2 separate regions of the Hordeum vulgare genome follow, and region 1 is linked to region 2. The links are chromatin contacts, called in public Hi-C maps. All regions are on one chromosome and are shown on one strand. The core of a region is the stretch at or near the end of the contact, and the rest is flanking DNA. Distances in the headings are between cores, read along the strand shown.

Region 1 (6,594 bases), core at 1,451-3,950, 590 kb before region 2:
AATCAAAGTGATGGAGCAGGAAGAGGAATGGGAATAAATACCATATAGGAACGTGAGTGGTTGTGATGAGTAAACCGGGGTCCCCTGTCTGCTGATTACGGAACTCGTATCACATGCAACAGTCACAACAGCGGTGCTCGATATCTTGTTCACCTGCACACAAACTTAGTTAACATTCAGGCGTATGCATGAATCGAATCAAGCACCTAGCTAAATCTAATCATTAGCAGTAAGATGGACAGGGAGAGAAGGACAGCGAAGCTTACGACGAAACCGAACCGACGGTTGCCGAGCGTGCTCCTGTTGGTCGGCGTGAGCACGGCGCCGGTCACGGCGAGAGCGGCGAGGATCTCGGCGGACGAGTTCATCACCGGCTCGGCAAAGGACAAGTATATCCTCAGCTCCCTGTCGTCGTTGGTCGCCTCCACCACCCTCGTGGCGCCCTGGATCTGCAGCAGCTTCTCCGGGATGCTGGCGGTGATGTTCATGGAATCACTCCTTTTGTCTATCATCAAGTTTCGGGTTCAGATCAGTGCGTTGCATGCAATGTAGGAGTATGAACAAAAGTTGGGACGAGGGTACGTACCGAAGCGGAGAGTGAAGCTCGAGTTGGAGCTCCGCCGGAAGCGGTGGCCGGCGACGTCGGTGCAGAACCCCCTGCGCATCACCAGGATCATGCGGCCGTAATCCACGTCCGGCGACGGCGACACGGCGACGGAGTAGCGCAGGCCGGGCACGACGGCCTCCATGGTGGACGGCTCCACGCGGCCGGGCCCGTACACGATGAGCTGCAGTTGCCGTGCAGATTCGTTCGATGAGACCAGAGATACTCTTGTTCGTTTGATGAGAGTGGTACCATACCAAGCCGATTGTCTGTCACACACACACACGTACGTCGCAGTAGGTGGCGTTGCAGGTGAAGCCGCCGCCGCCCGGGCACGGCTCGCTGAGGGAGACGAGCACCGAGACGTTGGGCGCGCTCGTGAACGCCGACTCCGCCGCCACCGTCGCCGTCGGAGGAACGGTGTCTGCATGTGCACATTCGTCGTGGTCGCACGGTCAGTGGAGACTGATTTTGCAGCTAAGGTTGAGGTTGGGTTTGAATTTTGATTGATGGAAGCGTTACTTAACCAACATCCCAGGCGTAGGTGGCGCAGGTTGGGCCGGCGCTGCTTCCTGATCCTGATCTCGGCGTCGCGCACGCTGCGAATGTGTGGTTCCCGTCCTTGAGCCCGGCAAAGCTCACCACCTCCGTCCCATTTCCGTTCCCCCCGCAGTCCGATCGTCTTTCGCCGTCCAACTGCGTGTAAATTAACAGTTTTACCACAGCTCTTCCGGGGTGCTCCTACTCAGGTTCGACTGAGTACTGTTTGCTTAACTATATTGTGCGGACATGTGGAATCTATTTGGTTCTGTTTTTCTGCCGATGCCAATGCTTCTTTGTTTGTTGTCATCTCTTAAATAAAAGTCCTTCATGTGGCAGCGAAATTCGAGAAGACACCCTAATGTCAGACACAACTTTTAAATTATTGTTATTTTTGACCCCTGATAATTACTGTACCGGTAGTAATGAATCGCTCTGTAGAACCATTCAAGCATCTCGTACAGTTTAATTCAAGGCCAACTTCATGCCTTGGTTCTTAACTACTTACTGTACTACTCTAACTGTAAACTAGAATTGTCCGGAAGTAAGGATGTACTTGGACTGAACCTGACCAAATGAGCACCAACATTTGAAAAACGGAATGCGTTGAAAATTCGAAAGATGGAGCTTCCTTACCTTGCAGGTGATGGCGCAGTCCCCGCAGGTCCATCCGCTGCTCTGCACGGCGCGGAAGGCGAACACCGCCGACGCCGACGTCGAGATGCGCGGCGGCGCGCTCGTCAAGCTGAGGGAGACGTCGCCAGCAGCAGCAGCGACCGCCGCGCCCGAGCAGAGGAGCACCACGGCGCTCAGCAGCAGCCGCCGTCCCCAGCTCTTCCACACCATGGATGGATCCTTCCCAGTCCCAGGGTCAGTCAGCTACTAGCTGTTGCAGATGCACAGTGCTGAATGCGTGCGTGAGGAGGGAGAGGGCAGCGGGCAGCGGGCAGCGGAGTGAATGCCCAGCGCAGTGTGCATGTGTGGCTGGCTCGGGGAACGGCGCGCTGCCTATAGCTAGCTACTGTATTAACGCTCCCCCTGGATATACTGGCACTGGCAGTGAGCAGTGCTGAGGTATGGAGGCGGGGGAGGGGATGGAGGGGCCGCGCGCGGCCAATTAAGGCAAGCACAAACCGGCAAGCGGCAACGGCATGTGATCGTGGCCGCGAGGCCAGGGGTTTTTGTTCCGGGGCGGAGGAGAGGGGATGATGCACATGAGGACCAGACCGTTTCTACTAGCCTAGTTTTTTTTGCCTTCCCTGATCTCGTGGATTGGCTGCGACTGCGAGGCTTAGCTACACGCTTGGATTCTCTCTCGCTGTCTCTGTCTCGTGAAATCTCTAACGCGCGAGAGCGAACAACAGTTAAGAGTTTAGCTGAAAGAAACGGGCAGGGGCTGGCTGATACTTTGGTGGATGTCAACAACTGCTGTGGACAAAACCTCAGCAATCAGCCAGTCATGGAGGTGCTCGACGACTGCCCTGTGATATGAGCCAGTGACTGAGGATATGGTATCGGTCAGTGATTGGGGATGATGATGATGATGGGAATCACTGGCAATCCGAGTGTAAATTACCATCTGGTGTGATAATAAGCTGATAATACTGATGAAGGAAGAGGGCACAGGTACAGAGAGGCGCCCCACATGCTGAAAGGAACAAGGAACATCTGTATGCGCTGTTAATACTAAAGAACTACTGCAAGCTCTGAAGGAAGCAGCTGAGGTAAGAAACAAAATGAGTGGGAATCAACCTGCACTGGGGCTAAGATCTGTCTGCGCACATGCACCACCTGCCATCACATAATAACCACATTGCAGGTGAGCTAATTCCCTTTTCTACTCTTCTCCTCACCTATTCCCCTCTTCATATTGTAGTAGTATATAAGCTACTTAAATTACCGATCAAGATGTTCGGCAACAGTTGCTCCATAAAATATCAGTACTCCAAAAAAGTACTTCCTTCGTTTTTAAATATAAGTTTTTTAAAAAATTCAAATATGAAATGGATCTACACTTTAAAATACATTTATATACATTCGTATATAGTTTATATTAAATTTCTAAAAAAAATTATATATGCTAAGCCTACCGATTAATTATTTTGAAGGGGCTTGATGAAGGTCAATTCAATCTTTTTTAAGAGAGGAACGTTTAAATTGGTGAAGGCCGGCAGCGGAGCGAGGATAAACGAGTGCCCCGGGTAAGGGCATTTCTAACCGATCCCTCCACTAACATATGCCTAGTCGATCCCCAATCTGCCGTTAGTGGAGTATGTATTTACTCCGGTCCCAAAAGTCTTTCTATTTTTACTTCACCAATTGGCGGCCAAGTACAACGATGCGCCTCTCTTTCGCGTTCGTGCCGCTGCTGCATCTTCTCGACGCGCCTCTCGCCGATCCCCCGCCTACCCCGCCGCTACCTCGTTCCATCCCTTGCCCTCCGTCTCCGTCCTGCCCGTCGGCCAGCCCATTCGACCCCCATCGTCGTCGTCGGAATCAAGGTGAAATGCCGCCGCCATCGTCGCCATTGCTGATTTATCCGATTTCTTTCGAGTTTCTTCTCTTTCTAGCAGCCGCCGCATCTCACCTTGCTTGCGAACCGCTGCAGGTCACCCACCGCTCGTCGGTTCAATCTAAATTGTTAGGAAATCTGTAACTTGTATTTCCAGTAGGCCATAGGCCAATATATACATACATGTACAAGTGTAGAATATTGCAGGAAACCACTTATATAATGCAGGTAAATATGAAAGGCTACATGACTATATAAATAGTACTCTAACAACCCCTCCTTTAACTCATGATGGATTAACAACACTAAGTTTGAAAAGATAGAAGCGATGTTGGGCTCTAGTCTCGGCCTTCGTCGGGAAATCCACCAACTTTAATCGGAAGGCACATACTGAAGAGCAATAACCCGATCCTGCATAACAATGCGCACATAGATAACATCAACACCAATATGCTTGGTGAGCTCGTGCTTCAAAGAGTCGCGCGCAATGCTAATAGTACATGTACTCTCAGATAATAGCAGAGTAGCTGTAGTGACAGAAACATCAAAATCCTGAAGTAACCACAGTAAACCGGAAACACAAATCAACACATGGAATTCACCACACGGTGCACAACACAAATGATGCATGAGCAGCTGAATACATGCAAGTCACGGCATGACAATTCACACAAACAGACACTACACATTAAGTGAAGTTCAATATGCAACGAGTTGCACATTGACGAAACTCCACGTTAATTATTTAGGTCTACCCCGATTAGATACACAACAATATTAAATGTGGTTAAACATGGCAAGAGGTGAAGCGTAATTAAACTACCTATCTAGGCATTTTAAATGAGGTCGGAAATGACATATAGCATCTCCGAGACGACCTCACATGTTAATTTACAATTCTGTCCAGATCTGAACTAACACATTTAATTATTTGTTAAACAGCAAAGCAAATAAGTTCACGTGATTCTACGCGTCATTTCAAACAATCTACACATGAAGAACATCTCCAACGCAGCTACGGTTCAAAAGATACAAGCACCGCAAGATATGATGGCATGAATGCAATATGTGTGTAACGACGGTCAAGAGCACTTCAAAACACACAACCAGCAAGAGAAAATGAAACTACACGAGATTATAAGCAAGTTTCATATAGGATACGATCAAATAGGACCTACGGATCAAAACCTACGAGCACAACAAAAATTCACTACAATCTGCCAAAGTCAGCCACATAGCATCTTCTACGCCCCATAACTACGAGCTACTCAACTCCAATATACTCAACCAAGACATGACACGAAAGAGGGCAAGAAGCACTACAACAAACAACTAACAACAACTAGCATGACATCATGGATCACTAGGAAAAGAAGTCATAAAATGGCTTCTCACACACAGTTTCAGACTTAGTGAAAAATACACTTCATGAAAGTGCAGTTTTCGATCTGAAGCCATATTGACAGCAGCAAAATCATAAGCTACAGGACTCCAAATGGCATGAAAATTCACAGCATGCTAGAGAATCACAAGTTCTACAACTAACTCCATTGCACCAACCTCAAATAAGCTACAGATCACAAGATAGAAGCAAGACAAGACAACAACAAAATATAACAGATTCCAGACTTAGAAATATTTCAGCATCTCTAAAACATCACTATTTCTAGCAACTTGAGAGCAAGCAAACCACACCTAAACACGCATTTCTATTGCAACCGAAAATACGAGGGGCTAGAATAAACATCAAAGGGCAACTCTCTAGTTGACACCTCCTTCAAACGAAGCACGGATTAAATCCTACGAAATAGAGAAGAGGGCAACATAGCAAAATATCGCACGAACTAACTTGCTCAAAAGCTAAAACTAAAACATATAAAACATGTGGGGTTGCAACACAAAAATATCGCCACACGTAAATGCGAGATAATGTCCTAAACACGAACAATACACTAGCGGCAAATCCCTACACGCAAAAATATCAACGTCTACTCTAAAATGCATAGAAAGGTGGTTCCTAAAACATGAACATTTTACCTAAGGCATTCGAGCAATCCGGACACGCGCGAAAAATAATACGGGACGCAAACATAATAGGACAACATGTGTTTCTAGGCATACGACACGCTAAACGATGTCAAACAATTATGCAAGTTGGATAATCGTATTCTACGCGAAATTCTACGCCAAAACCATATACAACTCATCGCGATCCGACTTACGGAATAGAAACTACGGTCGTTTTAATATCTATAAAAATCCTGGAATAACTAATTCAAAAACTCTAAAATAAAAACCTATTGGACCGAATTCTACAACAGTTGGGCCTACTCGCAACGAGCGCATAATAGTAAAACTACGTTGGGGGCGCAACAAAGGGGGGCCAGGGCACTCTCACCTTCGGGCCTGGGGAGAGGAGACCGAGACTTGGGCCGGCTAGAGGAGCTGGGTCGGTCGGAGGCCGAGGCCCACGCGAGGCAAAGGGGCAGGCCTGGTCGGGCGATTGGGCCGAGGCGGTTGGTAGCGCCGCAACGAGCGTCGACCTCCTCGTCGTGCCCGAGGACACGGCCTAGCGGCGGCCGACGGCGAGCTTGGGAAGCAGGACGAGGCGCTGCCCCGGAGGTCGAGGAGCGGCGGCGGCGGATGGATCCGGGGCGGCGACACCCGATTCCGGCGGCGGCGGCTGGCGACGGTTCTCCGGCACGGGGCGGCGCACACAGGAGGCGAGGCAGGGGCTGGTGCGCGCGCCCAGCGGCTGCCTGCACGCGGGGCTGGACCCGACCGGGGGCATGCCTACTCCGGCGGGCGGCAGCGGCGCACCGGCAGCCGAGGTTGACCGGAGGCACGGCACGGGGAGCTTGGGGCTGCGCGGCAGGGGGTTCCAGATGGAGCTGGCGGCGGGGATGAGCTCGGCTGGAGCTGCGGGAGGCGCCATTGG
Region 2 (6,824 bases), core at 1,164-3,663:
GATGTGGCGAGAGAATCACAAACATATGCCGAATCACAATAGGAGGCCGGCCATCGGGTATTATTCCAGAATCTTCATGAAAAGAAATACTCCATGCGAAAAACCAATGACACGCTGGAGAAATTGAGAGTTTAAAAACTCAACTGGCACACGCCCGCGAAGAGAACTAGAGATTGAAAGGTGGCATGTTCGGTAAGATGTATTCTAAGCTTGTAGTTCCGTATACATATTATATCGAACTAACAAACATACCACGTCTCTTGGTAGCTCTCCTAACTGGGCATCCCGAAGAAGAGGCCAGCTCGTTTGGAGCGAACCTTTTATAGGAACTATCCATCAGGCATGAGCGGGGTCAGAAGGTGATGAAGAACATGGTCAAGTGACATGGTCTATATGGTTGACTAGAGGGGGTTGTATAGGCAACTAACAAATTTTAAATTTTTCTTTTAACAAATTAGGTTTAGCAATAAATAGCTTGTCTAGATATGCAACTAAGGGAGCAACCTATAGGATGCTAACAACAACAATAAGAAGAAAGAAGTAAATACAAGTAAAGGTAAGAAATAACCACAAGTGGAACCGATGAATACGAGGATGTGTTTCCGAAGTTCCTTCCCTTTGAGGGGAAGTACGTCTCCGTTAGAGCGGTGTGGAGGCACAATGCTCCCCAAGATGGCACTAAGGCCACCATATTCTCCTCACGCACTCACACAATGCGAGGTACCATGATTCCACTAAGTGGTGCCTTGAAGACGGCGGTCAAACCTTTACAAACAAGGTTAGGAAAATCTCCACAACTTAATTGGAGGCTCCCAACAAGACCACGAAGCTTCGCCACAATGGAATATGGCTTCGAGGTGACCTCAACCGTCTATGGTGCTCAAACACCCAAGAGTAACAAGATCCGTGAGGGATTAGGTGGGGGAATCAAATTTCTCTTGGTGGAAGTGTAGATCAAGGCCCTCTCAACCAAACCCTAGAATATCAACAAGTTTTGTTGGATAGGGAGAGAGATCGGGCTAAAATGGAGCTTGGAGCAACAATGGAGCTTTGGGGGCAAAAGGTAGGGTTCTCAGGGAAGAAGAAACCCTTTGTATAGTGGGGGAAAAAATCTGCCCGTTACCCACCCCCTCTACACGAGACAGAGCAGTACTACCACTCCTAGGAGCGGTACTACCGATGATAAGAGCAGGGGAGAGCAGGGGAGGCGGCGCGACCGGGGGAGAGCAGGGGAGGCTGCGCGACCGGGGCAGAGCAGGAGAGGCGGCGGCCGGGGGCGAGCAGGATGGAGGCGCATCGCGGGAAAAGGCGAGGCGGACAACGAGAGGGCGAGCAGGGCGGGAACGCGTCGCTGGAACAGGTGTGGCGGTGCGTCGCGGGAGCAGGGAGAGGGACGAGAGGCTGGATTAGGTCAGTTTTTCGAGGGGGTGGAGAGGTCATTCGGGCGTGGTGGGTCGAGGAGGGAACAGATGTGATGGGCCTCAGGAGCCACGCTGAGCAACGAACACGTGATCTTCCGTTCGCTCGGGAGCCATGCTACGGGGCCTTTTTGCATCACATGAACCATGTTGAGTAGTGCTCATCCACCCTATCAAACAGACAAAAGTGGGTTGAGAAGGAAACTGTTGCCCTCATGCGCCCTTGGTGCAGGCTACCAAACACACCCATAATGACCGCGTCGTGGGACGGTGCTACGCAATGGCGGGTGCGTATCTTTTCTCTTGAGCCGCGTGGGAAAGAAAATGCCATGGAAGGAAGGACCAAATCCAACGATGCACGCAAGGTGAATCGGTTGGCTACGATGCGACCGACCAAAATTTCAATCGGCGGACCGGGGCGTATCCGTTAAACAGAAAAGACCACGAGACTGTCAAAGGCTTTCGCAATGCGGCTGCAATTCAAACTTGTCAAGAACTATATCATGTCAGTTATAACCATACCTGGCCAAACGGACCGACACGACACGACCCGACACGACCCGTTGTAATCGGGCCTGGCACGGCACGACCCGCCCAGGCACGTTTATTAGTCGGGCCGTGCCGTGCCGGCCCGTGGGCTGCGCCTTCAAGCCCAGGCACGGCCCGGTTATTAAATGGGCCGACATGATGACCCGATTAGCACGCTGGGCCACATATTTTTAACCTCATGGGCTTATTTTTGAGCCTATTGAATCATATGTTATGTATATATATATACTAAAAAATCTAAAAATGTATAAAAAAAATAAACAGACTGTGCCGTGCCGCGTGTCCATCCTTTCAGATCCAAACACAACCCGAAGTGTGCTTCGTGCTGGGCCCAAATACGATTAGGCCGTGTTGGACCGGGCCCGTGTCGTGCCAGGCATGTCTGTCGGGCCGGCCGGATTTATATGGCTCGTTTGGCCAGATCTAGTTATAACAAGAAAGATAAGCCGATTTCCACATAATTTCACCGTCCACTACAGCGGGCGCACACACAAACAAAAAAGACAAAAGCTGAACTGTGATTCTGTGAAGGGAAGTGATTAAACGTGACATGGCCGAGTGCAGGACGGAGGTGATATTTTCACCGCAAACGAATGAGCCAACCTGAACTGCAAACTAGTAGCTCTGAATTTCTGAAGCTTGCTGAACTGGAGTAAAGCTTGAGAGCAAGACGAGCCCGCGGCGCGCCAATGGCGGCGGCGACGGGCGTTCACCGTCGCCACTGGTCGGGCTGGAGGATTGGGGGAAGTTCCCACTTCGTTCCTCTGAAGGTTATGCACACCAGTGGCGGCTGCGCAGCGCGTTCGCTCAGCCCCGGCCTCTCCCCAGCCAAACGGGCGCCGCTGGTATTTCTCTTCCTCCTGCTCATTGACGGCGCCCTCTTGGCCGCGTCTGCCACCACGGACACCATCCTCCCCGGCGAGGGCATCTCCGGTAACGAGACCCTGGTCTCTAAGACCGGCAGCTTCGAGCTGGGCTTCTTTTCCCCAGGCCCCGGCATCCACTACTTCTTGGGTGTCCGGCTCAGAAACATGGGCCACAGCCCTACCTTCTGGCTCGGGAACAGGGTCGTCATCACCGACCTGCCCGGCGCGTCACTGGAGATCTTCGGCGGCAGTCTCTACATCAAGCAGAATGGAGCCAGCCTCTGGTGGACGCCGTCGCCGGGCGGCAATGTGTCGTCCGCCGCCGTGGCGGTCCTCCTCGACAACGGCAACCTGGTGGTGAGGGACCAGAGGAACTCCTCCCTGGTCCTGTGGCAGAGCTTCGACTACCCCGGCGACGCGCTGCTCCCCGGAGCTAGGCTCGGGCTCGACAAAGACACCGGGAAGAACGTCTCGCTGACGTTCAAGAGCTTCTCGCACAACGGCAGCCTCAGCGTCGACGTGACGCGCAGGAACGGGTTCGTGCTGACCACCGACGGGCACGCCAACCTCGGTACCTTCCCGGACTGGATGGTGTCCTCTCAAGACAATGGCAGCTCGCTGCGGCTGAGTCACAGGGAGGGCCCAAACAGTACCGAGTTCTTGCAGTTCCATCTGGGGCAAGTCAGCCTAATGCGGTACTCGGAGCCGGATCCCGACGCAAACGGCACCGGCGGTTGGGCCGCTCGCTGGTCCTTCCCTCCCGATTGCAAATCCGGCGGGTTCTTCTGCGGCGACTTCGGCGCCTGCACGAGCAGCGGGAAGTGCGGCTGCGTCGACGGGTTCACGCCGTCGTTCCCGATTGAGTGGGGGCTTGGGTACTTCGTCACCGGCTGCTCGAGGTCTGTCCCACTGAGCTGCGAGTCCGACGGCCAGACAGAGCACGGTGACACCTTCGCCCCATTGGACAAGCTGCAAGGGCTTCCTTACAACGCCCAGGGAGAGATGGCCGGAACCGATGAAGTCTGCAGAGCGGCTTGCCGGAGCAAATGCTACTGCATCGCCTACTCGTATGGCCATGGATGCAAGCTCTGGTACCACAAACTGTATAATCTGAGCTTGGCTTCTAGGCCGCCGTACAGCAAGATCTACCTCCGATTGGGCACCAAGCTGAGGAACAAGAATGGCTTACAAACAAGAGGAATTGCATTACTGGTCACTGGATTGATATGCTTTGCTTCTTTGATACTGATAATATCGGTGCTGCTATGGAGATTCAGGAGGAATTCATTTGCCGCCAGGAAGTTTGAAGTAGAAGGCCCTCTTGTGGCCTACACTTATGCACAGATCAAGAAAGCGACGATGAATTTCTCTGATAAAATCGGGCAGGGGGGATTCGGAAGTGTTTTCAGGGGAACACTGCCGGGATCAACAGACATCGCTGTGAAGAATCTCAAAGTCCTCGGGGAAGCAGAGAAGCAATTCAGAACAGAGGTGCAGACAGTTGGAGCGATCCAACATAATAAGCTGGTCCGTCTATTGGGATTCTGTGTCAAGGGGGACAGAAGGTTGCTGGTCTATGAGTACATGCCAAATGGCTCCTTGGACACTCATCTCTTTCCAGAGAAATCTGGCCCATTGAGTTGGAATGTTCGGTACCAAATTGCACTAGGCATCGCCAAGGGTCTGGCCTATCTACACGAAGAGTGCAAGGACTGCATCATACACTGCGACATCAAACCTGAGAACATACTGCTCGATGCGGAATTCTGCCCTAAGATTGCCGATTTCGGCATGGCGAAGCTGCTTGGACGAGAATTCAACTCCGCGCTGACCACCATGCGAGGAACCATGGGATACCTCGCACCAGAGTGGCTATCCGGGCTGCCCATCACCAAGAAGGCCGACGTGTACAGCTTCGGCATTGTGCTATTCGAGATCATCTCGGGGAGAAGGAGCACCAAGATGATGCAGTTTGGGAGCCATCGGTATTTTCCTCTCTACGCGGCTGCTCAGGTGAACGAAGGGGAGGTTATGTGCCTGCTGGATGCTAGGCTGGAAGGCGATGCTAACGTGAGGGAGCTGGATGTCCTCTGTAGGGTCGCCTGCTGGTGCATCCAGGATCAGGAGGACGATAGGCCATCAATGGGGCAAATTGTTCGCATGTTGGAAGGTGTCGTGGACATTGATATGCCTCCAATACCAACTTCGCTTCAGGACCTTATGGAGGGTGATGAACCAACTTCGCTGCATGACCTTATGGAGGGTGATGAAAGTGATGTATATTCTGGTTCTTGAAGGAGGTTCCTAGAGAATTCCAATTCCAGATTTGTTGAATCCGAATCTGTGTTCAGGTCTGTTTCCAATTCCAGACTACAAGCCCTCTGCTAGAGAGAAAAAAAAGATAACGCCCACGGTAGTTTACATCTCCCACACACATCTCCCCCCACAGGTATGGTTCAGCGTCCGTTTTGTAGTTGCATTAATTTAGGCAAGTTTTGCTTGATTTTCTATGGGGCAACGCTCTGCGCCGCCCGATCGGCCAGCTGAACGCGGGCCGCGTCGTTAGATCCCATGCAACAATTTTTTTTCGATGCAATAAATTTTGTTCATGATGCAACAATTTTTTCAACGGTTGCAACAAAAAAGTTGTAGCCAAAAAATATAAATGTGATCGTAGCAAAAAAAGAAGCTGATGATGCGTGGTAGCAAAAAAAAAGGTTGTAGCAAAACAATCGGTGAACTCGGATTGTAACTCTGAGAATGTGTATGCAACTTTTTTAGTGAACGGTTGCAGCAAAAAATAATACCGATTGTAGCAAAAATTAACACGGTTGTAGCAAAAATCAAACGCCTGTTGTAGCAAAAAAATTCAACGAACTCGAGTTGCAACCAAACGTGGATGCAACTTTTTTAATAAACACGTTACAACAAAATAGAAAAGGCTTGTAGCAAATTTAATCACGTTTGTAGTAAATCTTCACTAAAAAAATGTTGCATGTGTGGGCCAATGTATCAAATTTATACATGGTTACAGCAAATCTGGACTAAAACAATGTTGCATGGCGGCTGCCAGGCGCGCGAGCCGCGAGCGGCCGGCCAAACGGTTCGGCCGGCGCTCCGGCTACAAGCATTTGCCTTTTCTATGTCATGTAAGACTTGGTTGGCGTGGGTATTTAATCACTTCGACCGCACACCCGTTTCTCTTTCAGCAGGAATTTTTTTGGTTTTTGGCTTAAAAATATTTTGTCTCCTAATTAAAAATCTAATTAAAAATCGCGACGAGATTTTTAAGACTAGATCCCATGTTGATATATTTCGATGAAAAATTGTTGGACGAAAGTTGCCATGATGTTACACCGTAGTTGTTATAATGTTTACAGTTGTCATGACATGTTCTATTTTTTTTCTAGATTTAAAACTATCCTTATATTTTTAACTACTTTTTATGGTAATTTTTATTAATTGATCATGGTAATTTTTACTAATTAACCACGACAAATTTAATGCATGGATCATGACAATTTTTTAGTAATCCATCATGGCAATTTTAGTTTATAGATCATGATAATTTTAGAATTTTGACCATGATCGATGATTTTTTTTTACCAAAAGTTGTCATGATGTTTATACTATAGTTGTTATAGTGTTTACATTAAAGTTACCATGACATGCTCTATCTATTTTTTTCTTCTAAATTTAAAGCTACCGCTATATTTGTCAACTACATTTTACGGCAATTTTCATTTATTGAACATGGTAATTTTAGTTTATGGTTCATGGCAAGTCTAGTTTCTTAATTATCCGTTTTATAATATGTCAAAATTTAGTTCTAAAGGTAGAAAAAAAATAACTGAAACATATCATGGCAACTTCAGTGTAAACACAATTGCAATTCATGTGTAATAGACATGTCAACTTTTAACAAAAAAAGTTATCGAAACATATTGATATGATATCTAGTTTCGAAGATCTCGTCGCGATAGATTTAATG

What was found. A called contact is a pair of places that touch in the nucleus more often than the background predicts.
Region 1: a Hi-C map of seedling shows a contact between it and region 2, with 4 times the contacts expected there. The contact joins the promoter of LOC123443210 here to the promoter of LOC123439658 in region 2. A contact is called at or near these places in 3 of 6 Hi-C or Micro-C datasets (leaf and seedling) and 1 of 1 datasets of contacts at active chromatin or transcription factors (embryo).

Annotation. Positions count from the first base shown.
Region 1 is chr3H:123,125,138-123,131,731 of MorexV3_pseudomolecules_assembly, reverse strand. It overlaps LOC123443210, which reads right to left and starts at 2,700. Exons shown (of 13, transcript XM_045119511.1): 1 at 1,781-2,700; 2 at 1,127-1,300; 3 at 895-1,028; 4 at 587-788; 5 at 267-505; 6 at 42-153. The coding sequence starts at 1,814.
Region 2 is chr3H:122,529,955-122,536,778 of MorexV3_pseudomolecules_assembly, reverse strand. It overlaps LOC123439658 (G-type lectin S-receptor-like serine/threonine-protein kinase At2g19130), which reads left to right and starts at 2,413. Exons shown (of 2, transcript XM_045116350.1): 1 at 2,413-4,846; 2 at 4,930-5,450. The coding sequence starts at 2,657. The coding sequence ends at 4,968.